Linked DNA regions of Mus musculus: region 2 is linked to region 1. The links are chromatin contacts, called in public promoter capture Hi-C maps. All regions are on one chromosome and are shown on one strand. The core of a region is the stretch at or near the end of the contact, and the rest is flanking DNA. Distances in the headings are between cores, read along the strand shown.

Region 1 (3,622 bases), core at 523-3,022:
ATCGCTGCGTCTCAAACAATGAGGATTAGTGGAATAGTGGGCCCAGCCTAAAGCTCTCCTTGGTTGAACACATAATAGTTCGGGTCTTTTCGGCTGTGAGAAAAATCACAGGTATTCTGTAGATTTCAAGCCGTTATCAATATACTAAATACTTACAATGCATTATACTTTGGGAACTGGTTCACTTGTGAAGATGATACAGATGGAGCTTTTTAAAGTAAACCAGAAACCAAGGGCAGCGGACATGGATTTAGCCCTGCACTGTCTGTTGGCTTCTCTACATACATATTTCTTCCCATAAAAACAACGCTGCAGAGAGCCTTTCTCGGTCTCTAGCAATACTGAATGTTCCCTTTAACAACACAGTGGCATGGGTGTTAGTTGTCTAATTGCTAGCTTTGCAAATTCTGTAAAAGCCAGTTCTTCAGCAGGAATACAGCTCATGCTGTGAAAACCAGTTTACACTGGCTCTGTCAGGGGAACTCTGAGTGTGGAGGCTAGTGAGGGCCTTGAGCGGCACTGACAGTCGAGTCCACTCAGAAGCACAAGGACTTAAAGGCACAAAATGCTAGGACAGGAAGACACATTCATACACATATGCTTTTTTTGCAAATCGCCCCCCTTTAACTTCCAGAAGAGGACGAGGGGTCTATAGAAGAATTCATTCCCCATGGCACGAGTTCAACACCAGGCTCCTCTGCTGAAAAGCCTCCTTATGTAGCCTTGCTGCGCTAGTGCAGTCGCAGAGCAAACGGAGACAAAGCCCAGCCTGGAGGACAGATGCTCTTCTTTCTGACAAAAGAAGAAATCTAACTGGTAGAGAGAAAACATATCTTCTCACTGGAAAAGGGAGAGAGAGCAGAAATAAAAGAGGGCATGTCAAATACAGCGTATTGCTCTCTTAGCTCCGGTGAAGGCTTTCCCTTAGAGCATGCCAAACACCAATTTTACCTGGATGAACAGGGGAAAACAGCTCTTTCCGGATGTGTTCTCCAGCAAACAGATTGTTTTTGGCACGGAAGAGGCAATGAAAAAGACAAAGAAACAAACGTTCTCTAAACCCCAGAGCATTTGCTGTTCAAGATAATTTTTGGGTTTCTAGGTTCACCGGGAGGCTTTAAAAGATTAACAAAACTCACGCTAGTGTCTCTCTCTCCCCGTTCTAACTCAGATTCGTTGTTTTCCCCGAGGTGGCATGCGCTCCGCGGAGACACAAAGGGCGCCGCCGCTCCCTGGCCGGGGTTGAGGAATGCGGGGGATCCAAAAGGCACCCTGAGCCGGAGGAGGGCTCGGAAAACATTTGCACTGACGCTCACACACAACCATAATAATTTATCTTTCCTCCGGAGAAAGGTCAGCTGGGATTTGACCCCAGCAGCCAGCGCAGCCCAGGCGTCAGGGCCGCGGCGGGATGGCCGGCCAGTTCCGCCGGCCGCGCAGCCCACGCCCACCTGTCCATCCCGCTCTGCAGCTCCGGGTCGCCCCGCCCGTCAGGGCGCCGCCCCTCTGCTCGCCAGCTCGTCCGCCACCCCTGAGCCTGCCCAGGGCGGACCGAGCGCGGCCGCAGGACCGAGCGGCTCCGGTGAGGACTCACGCCTCCGGCACAGAGCGAGTGCGGCCCGCTGACACCCGACGCGCCCCTGCACGCACGCACGCGCGCGCGACCACGCGGCAGCACCTAGCGGCGCGGCGCGCGCTCGCGGGGACGCGCACGGCGGGCGGGCGCGCACGGCGGCGGGAGGGCGGGGGGCGGCGCTCGGCGCACCGGCCGCGGCTGAGGCGGGCTGAAGCGGCGCGGGCCGGACGCGGGCCGAGCCCGGCGGAGGACGCGCGGCGGCGGCGGCGGCGGTGAGGCGGCCTGCGGTGTTCCGGCCCGGCTGGCCCTGGGGAGGAGCGGCCGCGATCATGTCGGCGGGCGGCCGCGACGAAGAGCGGCGGAAGCTGGCCGACATCATTCACCACTGGAACGCCAACCGGCTGGACCTGTTCGAGATCAGCCAGCCGACCGAGGTGAGCGCCGCCGCCGCCGCCGGGGTGCGAGGGGAGGGGGCCCGCGCGCGGGCCGGCGACGCGGAGGCCGCGGGAGGCAGAGCGCGGTGGGGTCCCGCGGCCGCCCCTCCCCCGCTGGCCTGCCCGCCCGCCCGTCCGCCCGCGGACCCGCCCTCGCCCGCGGCCCTGTCCCCTCGGCCTCCGCCCACCGTACTGGCCAGCGGGGTCCCTAGGGGCGCTCGTCCTTGTCGCCTCCTGCGGTGCCCCGCCGCCCGGGCGGGGTCCAGGGCGGCTTGGTGGCCGGCGCAGAGGGCGGGCCGGCCACCTGCGCGCGGAGACACACCTGGACGTGCACTTGTGTCCCCGGGACTCCGCCTGGCCACCCACGTGGGTCCTCAGACCCCACCTGTGTCACCCGCATCCTTTCCAGGCGCGCACTTGTGTCCTCAGGCCCCGCTTGCGCCCACAGGACTGCACCTGGCCGCCCACCTGTGCGGCACGACCCACCTGTGCCCTCCCGGCCCTTACCTGCCAGCGCACCGGTCCCCGTCGCGGCCCACGCAGGCCGCGGGCCTTCCCCTGCGGGATGCGCTCCTCGCCGCCGGTTTCTTTGATGGCGTCTTCGAACCGTCGGGACGCGGATCTCGGCCCCTCCGAGGCCACGTGACCGGCCGATGCCCGCGGCGGTGTGAGCCCCGTGCGCCCCACGGCGCGCGTGCGTTCTAGCCCGGCGGGGTCCGGTGGCGCGCAGCGGGCAGACAGATAAACCCCTGCTCCAGCCCCGTGCGCTGGCGGTACGCAGCGGGGCTGCGGGAAGCGTTCTGGACGATCTTGGGGGTGGGGTGAGGGCCGGTATCCAGCCAGCCGGTTGGTACCGGGGAGACTGTCGGAGGAGTTCCGTGGCCGGCGGGAAGCCTCGGGGAAGCCTCCGTTAGACAGCGGGCCAAAGGGCGTTTGGTTAAGTTGTGGCTGGGCAGACCTGTTCCACGCGACCCCACACTATACCCAGGACTTGTGCCGGATTTGGAAATAGCTCTGGCTTTGAAACCTAAGAGGTGCTTGCTGAAACACAGCAGCCAGCGCTTAGCCGCGAACACAGATTTGGTAGATCTGAGCAGTCTTCTCAGATTGACTTAATTTTGCCGGTGGAGGAAGGCAGGTTTTCCTCTCCTTCCCTCTCACCTTCTTGTGAGCACACTTGACCTAGTTAGAGCCCTTTCTCTCGATCCCTATTTGACAAGCTAAGGTAAATTATTAGGTTCAGGTGGCCAATTTGAACACCGGTGGATGTTAAGTTACTCCTGATTCATAATTCATCTTCTGTAACGATTTTACGAGTTGTATTTTAGTAAGCAAATTTACTGTGTAGTTAGTGTTCGTTCATAGCCTTACAAGCGACTCTTTAGAAAGGAGCCCTGAATCAATATAGTTTCAGTATTATTTTGTCTTTCAGAATAATTAGCTTGATTTTTTTTTTTTTAAATGGCAGGATAAACTTTGCAAGTAAAATATTGCTAGTCAAGTGAATTCCCTTGTTCCTCCCCCTCCCCCAGAGTTCTTATCTGATTAAGAAAAGATGTGTTTTCTGTTGAGAAGTAACAGCTTAGTGTTTTAGTCTTAAATTGAGGAGTTA
Region 2 (3,893 bases), core at 859-3,358, 110 kb after region 1:
AAGACTCAACTCCTGAGGTGGGGTACCTCAACTCAGTGGTGACATACCCACTCAGCATTTGGCAAGCTCTGCGCTGGGTCTTGTATACTACAAAGGAAAACAAAACAGAGAAGCCTTAAGTTCTATATTTCCTGTTGTAGACATGATCTTTTCACCTGATACTGGGCTGCTAGAGAGTGGCTGTTATTCCCAGTTGAAAAAGCCTTACAGTGCATTTCTGTAGACTCTGTCTGACTTATGTTTGATCTCCTGGGGTGCTGTCTTGATGCTAAGGACCTTGCGTTCTGTCATATGATGCTCAAGGTCGGTCTTGCATCCTTGTCCACTCTTGGTTCCTCTGCCAGGTATCATGTGGAGAAGTAGGGCATCAAGCCAAGCTCAGAGTCGTAGTCCAGCCTGTGTTCCCTGAAACCTGATTTACAAGAACAGGCGTATTAGTTCCTCTCTGAGATTCAACCTTGTGAAGGTGCATCTTGTCAAAACTGTACGTTTTAGTGTAAGTGAGAGAGGGCTTTGACTAGGGTATAGTATGATAACTGTTATGTTGTGTGGGGTGGGGATTGTAGGCTTTGATGATAAGCTTTTGTTGTCACCATGGCTGGATTTAGAATCACCAGGAGACACCCAGACCCCTTTGTGTTGTCTGAGGATGTTTTCAGAGATTGAACTGAGAAGGGAAGACCCATGTCTGTGGCCAAATTGTCCTATTGACTGGGTTCCTAGACTTGAACAAGGAAGGAAAGGGATGGAGCCAGCTGAGCACCAGCATTTGTCCCCCTTTGCTTCTTAACTGTGGATTCAGTGTGACCAGGCCCCTCTTCTTCTCGCTGCCACAGCTTTTCAACAGTGATGATGGACTTAACCGCCTCAAACCATGAGACACGAACAAAAACTATCTTTTAAGTTGCTTTTATCATTTTTTGTTTGTTTTTATTGTTGTTGTTTTGAGTTTTTGGCTTTTCTTTTTATAGCAGGAGAAAAGTAGCTAATTCACAGGGTTTCTGCACTCATTTTGCAATGAAAGATCCTAGTAGCAGAGGTGGCAGAGGTAATCAGTAGCAGAAATGTACCAGACCCTTGTGAGGGAATGTGTTATCTCCTGCCTTGATGAGTGGCAGGTAGTTCCTTGGTCATGGTCAGTGGTGGTAGATACTTGCTGCATGGCAGTGCTCAGATGGGATGAATTGAGGGGAGAAACAGAGAATCTGGTTCTGACTTGAGCCGCTGGGTCCTGAAGGCAAAACTGTCAGAAAAAGAACAGGCAGAAGTTGGTGGAGGTTAATTGTAAGTTCAGGATTGAATATGTCACACTTGAAATTTTGGGATCCTGGTAAGATAAACTAATGTGTTTTCTAGCAGGGGATTGGAAAATGGAGCTCAAAAAGTTAGAGCCAGAGATAAAATTTAGGAATTGGTAATTGGGCACTCTGAATGAAATAACTAAAAATACTTTGTAAACTGGACAGTGTGCCATTTTTAATATATGAATAATAGTATCCCTAACATCTGTTTTCTGGACGACACAGGTAAATAGCGTTTCACTGTGCCTATTCCACTCTGTATGTGTCATGTTTATAGTATAGGAAGGAAGGCTCAGCCAAAGAAAGCACAGGTCGCCTTGGGTGGACAGCTGCTGGACAGCACAGCACAGGTGAGAAGTGTTTAGGTCTATATAGATAATAGTGATGACCTCTGGTACATGTTGGGATGGTCAGCCCTGTCTCCTGCTTAGCTACTTGTAGGCTGCCCTCGGCCTGAGGGCTCTGCAGGCCTATGGGCTTGTCTGTCTCTGTGCCTTTAAGACTTAGTGATGATTGTGTTCCCTCATGATTGAGTAAGAAGCCATCAAAAACACTGGCAGTAGCTGCTTATTCCATGTAGCTCTTACTTCCACCCAGCCCACTGTATTTTCCTGTCACCCCAAACCTTTCTGTTGTTTGCTGCAAATTTGAGTGTCTAACTCAGGCCTCTTCCCTTTTTTAATTGCTGCATGTCTCTGTTGCTGTAACCCAGAACCGTGTTTTGATATTAAGTTCTTCTCCTTGCCCTCCACATGGTGGTTAAACATTATGAAATCCAGATGATTTGGAAGCGATGTGGGTTTGCAGTTTACTTTTGGAGACATTGCTTTTGGAGAGTTCAGCATGCTACTTCTTACTCGTCTGTGGGATAGCACCGTGCCGACGCTTCCTGTTTAATTTGGATTTTTAAAATACAAACAATTCCCGTTCATTTTTATAACCCTTTAAAGTTTAGTAAAGGACGAAGGGAATGAAAATCTGAGTGGCTGGGTTGCATAAGAACCTGAGTGTTGCGTTGGTTCCAGTTCCTGTTGATAAATGCCATACAGTGTCACAGCACCCAGTCGGCATTGTGGCCAGCCAGTCCCGAAAAGCCAGCTGTGCTGCTTGCTGTGGGAACTGAGAGAAGTAGACAACTAGTCTCCAGCTCGAGGCTGTTGTCCTGGAGATAACATGTGGTTCTCTGTTGTCGGAAGGGCAGAATCAGTGGTGAGTTTCTTCAGGGTGTTGTCCTGAATGTTCTTGTGCAAACTGATCCTTAAAGAATGCTTCCTCCTGCACTCTGGCTTGTTCAAACCTGTTAATAATTAACTTGCTCATCTAGAGTGAGGCTTGTAACGTAGCTTGTAATTACATACCCAGATTGTTGTTGTTCTCTGTTTATGTTGCAAATATTTAAGGTTCATAAAAATGTGAAGTTCTTATGATATTTTTTTATTCAGGAAAAAAAAAACCCATAAGATTTAGCCCTACTAGTTATAATATGGTAGAAATGGCTTTAAATGGTAACTGCCGTTGTATAATTTGCAAAAGCAGACATAGTCAGGTGCTCATAACTTTCGGCTACATTTGATAGCTTCAGAGTAGACTTTCTCCACAGCTTTTTGATGTGCTGTTCTTTTTTAAAACATGAAAATATCAACTTATAGTTTAAATATATTAAAATATTTACTACTGTGTTTATTTTTACTACTATATATTACAGCATATTTTTACTATATATTGCAATATTTTTTTAAGAAACAATTGGCTAATTACTGCTTTTTACTACTATATATTACAGCATATTTTTACTATATATTGCAATATTTTTTTAAGAAACAATTGGCTAATTACTGCCTTAATGATGTTACAGTTAGTTCTTTTAAACTAAATACCCGAGTTTTAAGTTTTTAAATCTTAGATTAAATCATAAGGTTCCTGTACTGGCTGGTTCTGTGTCAACTTGACACAGCTGGAGTTATCACAGAGAAAGGAGCTTTTGATGCAGGTTAGCTGGAGCTAAGCAATTAGCGGTGATTAAGAAGAGACCAGCATCGTTGAGGTGACATCTTCTGAGAAGTGTTTTCTGAAAGCACAAAGAGGCTGTGTTCCAAAGATAGTCAAGGTTGTACTCCTGCTGCAGCGGGACTTGTTAATGTGTAAGGGTCACCCAGGTGGTACTGGTTTTGGAGATGCCAGTACCATGAGATGACCACCAAGAGCAGCAGCAGCAGTGGAGTACAGGCATCTGGAGCCTAGAGGACAACGCGTGTGCTACAAAGGGCCTGGCTGGAGAAGTGACCTAAGCCCTTGGAGGAGCCCAGAAGATCATGAGTTGGATCCCAGACATTGGACGGTTGGAGATTGATTTTTGCTTTTGATTGTGACTGTGCCCTGATATTTTCCCTCTTGAAGGAAGAAATTATTTTAGTGAAGCCCACAGATAAGAGATTTTTAATTCTAAAAAGACTTTGGATTTTAAAAGAGATGGGTATTTTAAAGAGATTGAAATTTTAAGAATATGTAAAGACTGTGGGACTTTTAAAGTTATTTAGATCTTGGGGATGAATAAGAATGTAAGGGTTGAGGCTTACTAGTGATGTGTTTGTG

What was found. Promoter capture Hi-C pulls out the DNA fragments that hold promoters and counts their contacts.
Region 2: a promoter capture Hi-C map of liver shows a contact between it and region 1. The contact joins the enhancer-like site here to the promoter of Afdn in region 1. A contact is called at or near these places in 1 of 39 promoter capture datasets (liver), 6 of 115 datasets of contacts at active chromatin or transcription factors (the SCID.adh cell line, bone marrow-derived macrophages, embryonic stem cells and 2 more) and 3 of 9 other capture datasets (adipose tissue, liver and pancreatic islet).

The regions. Positions count from the first base shown.
Region 1 is chr17:13,758,769-13,762,390 of GRCm38.p6, forward strand. It overlaps Afdn (afadin, adherens junction formation factor), which reads left to right and starts at 1,773. Exons shown (of 33, transcript NM_010806.1): 1 at 1,773-2,010. The coding sequence starts at 1,906. Tcte2 (t-complex-associated testis expressed 2) reads right to left here and starts at 2,635. Exons shown (of 3, transcript NM_022311.3): 1 at 2,518-2,635.
Region 2 is chr17:13,865,208-13,869,100 of GRCm38.p6, forward strand. All of the region lies in intron 22 of Afdn (afadin, adherens junction formation factor), which reads left to right. Among named protein-coding and RNA genes, the nearest start is that of Gm7168, 81 kb to the right of the region's middle. Within about 2 kb of position 2,109, at least 134 of the 459 cell types and tissues checked have an H3K27ac peak or open chromatin away from gene starts, as enhancers often do. A contact at or near this core is called in adipose tissue, bone marrow-derived macrophages, extraembryonic endoderm stem cells and 3 more, where this site is marked.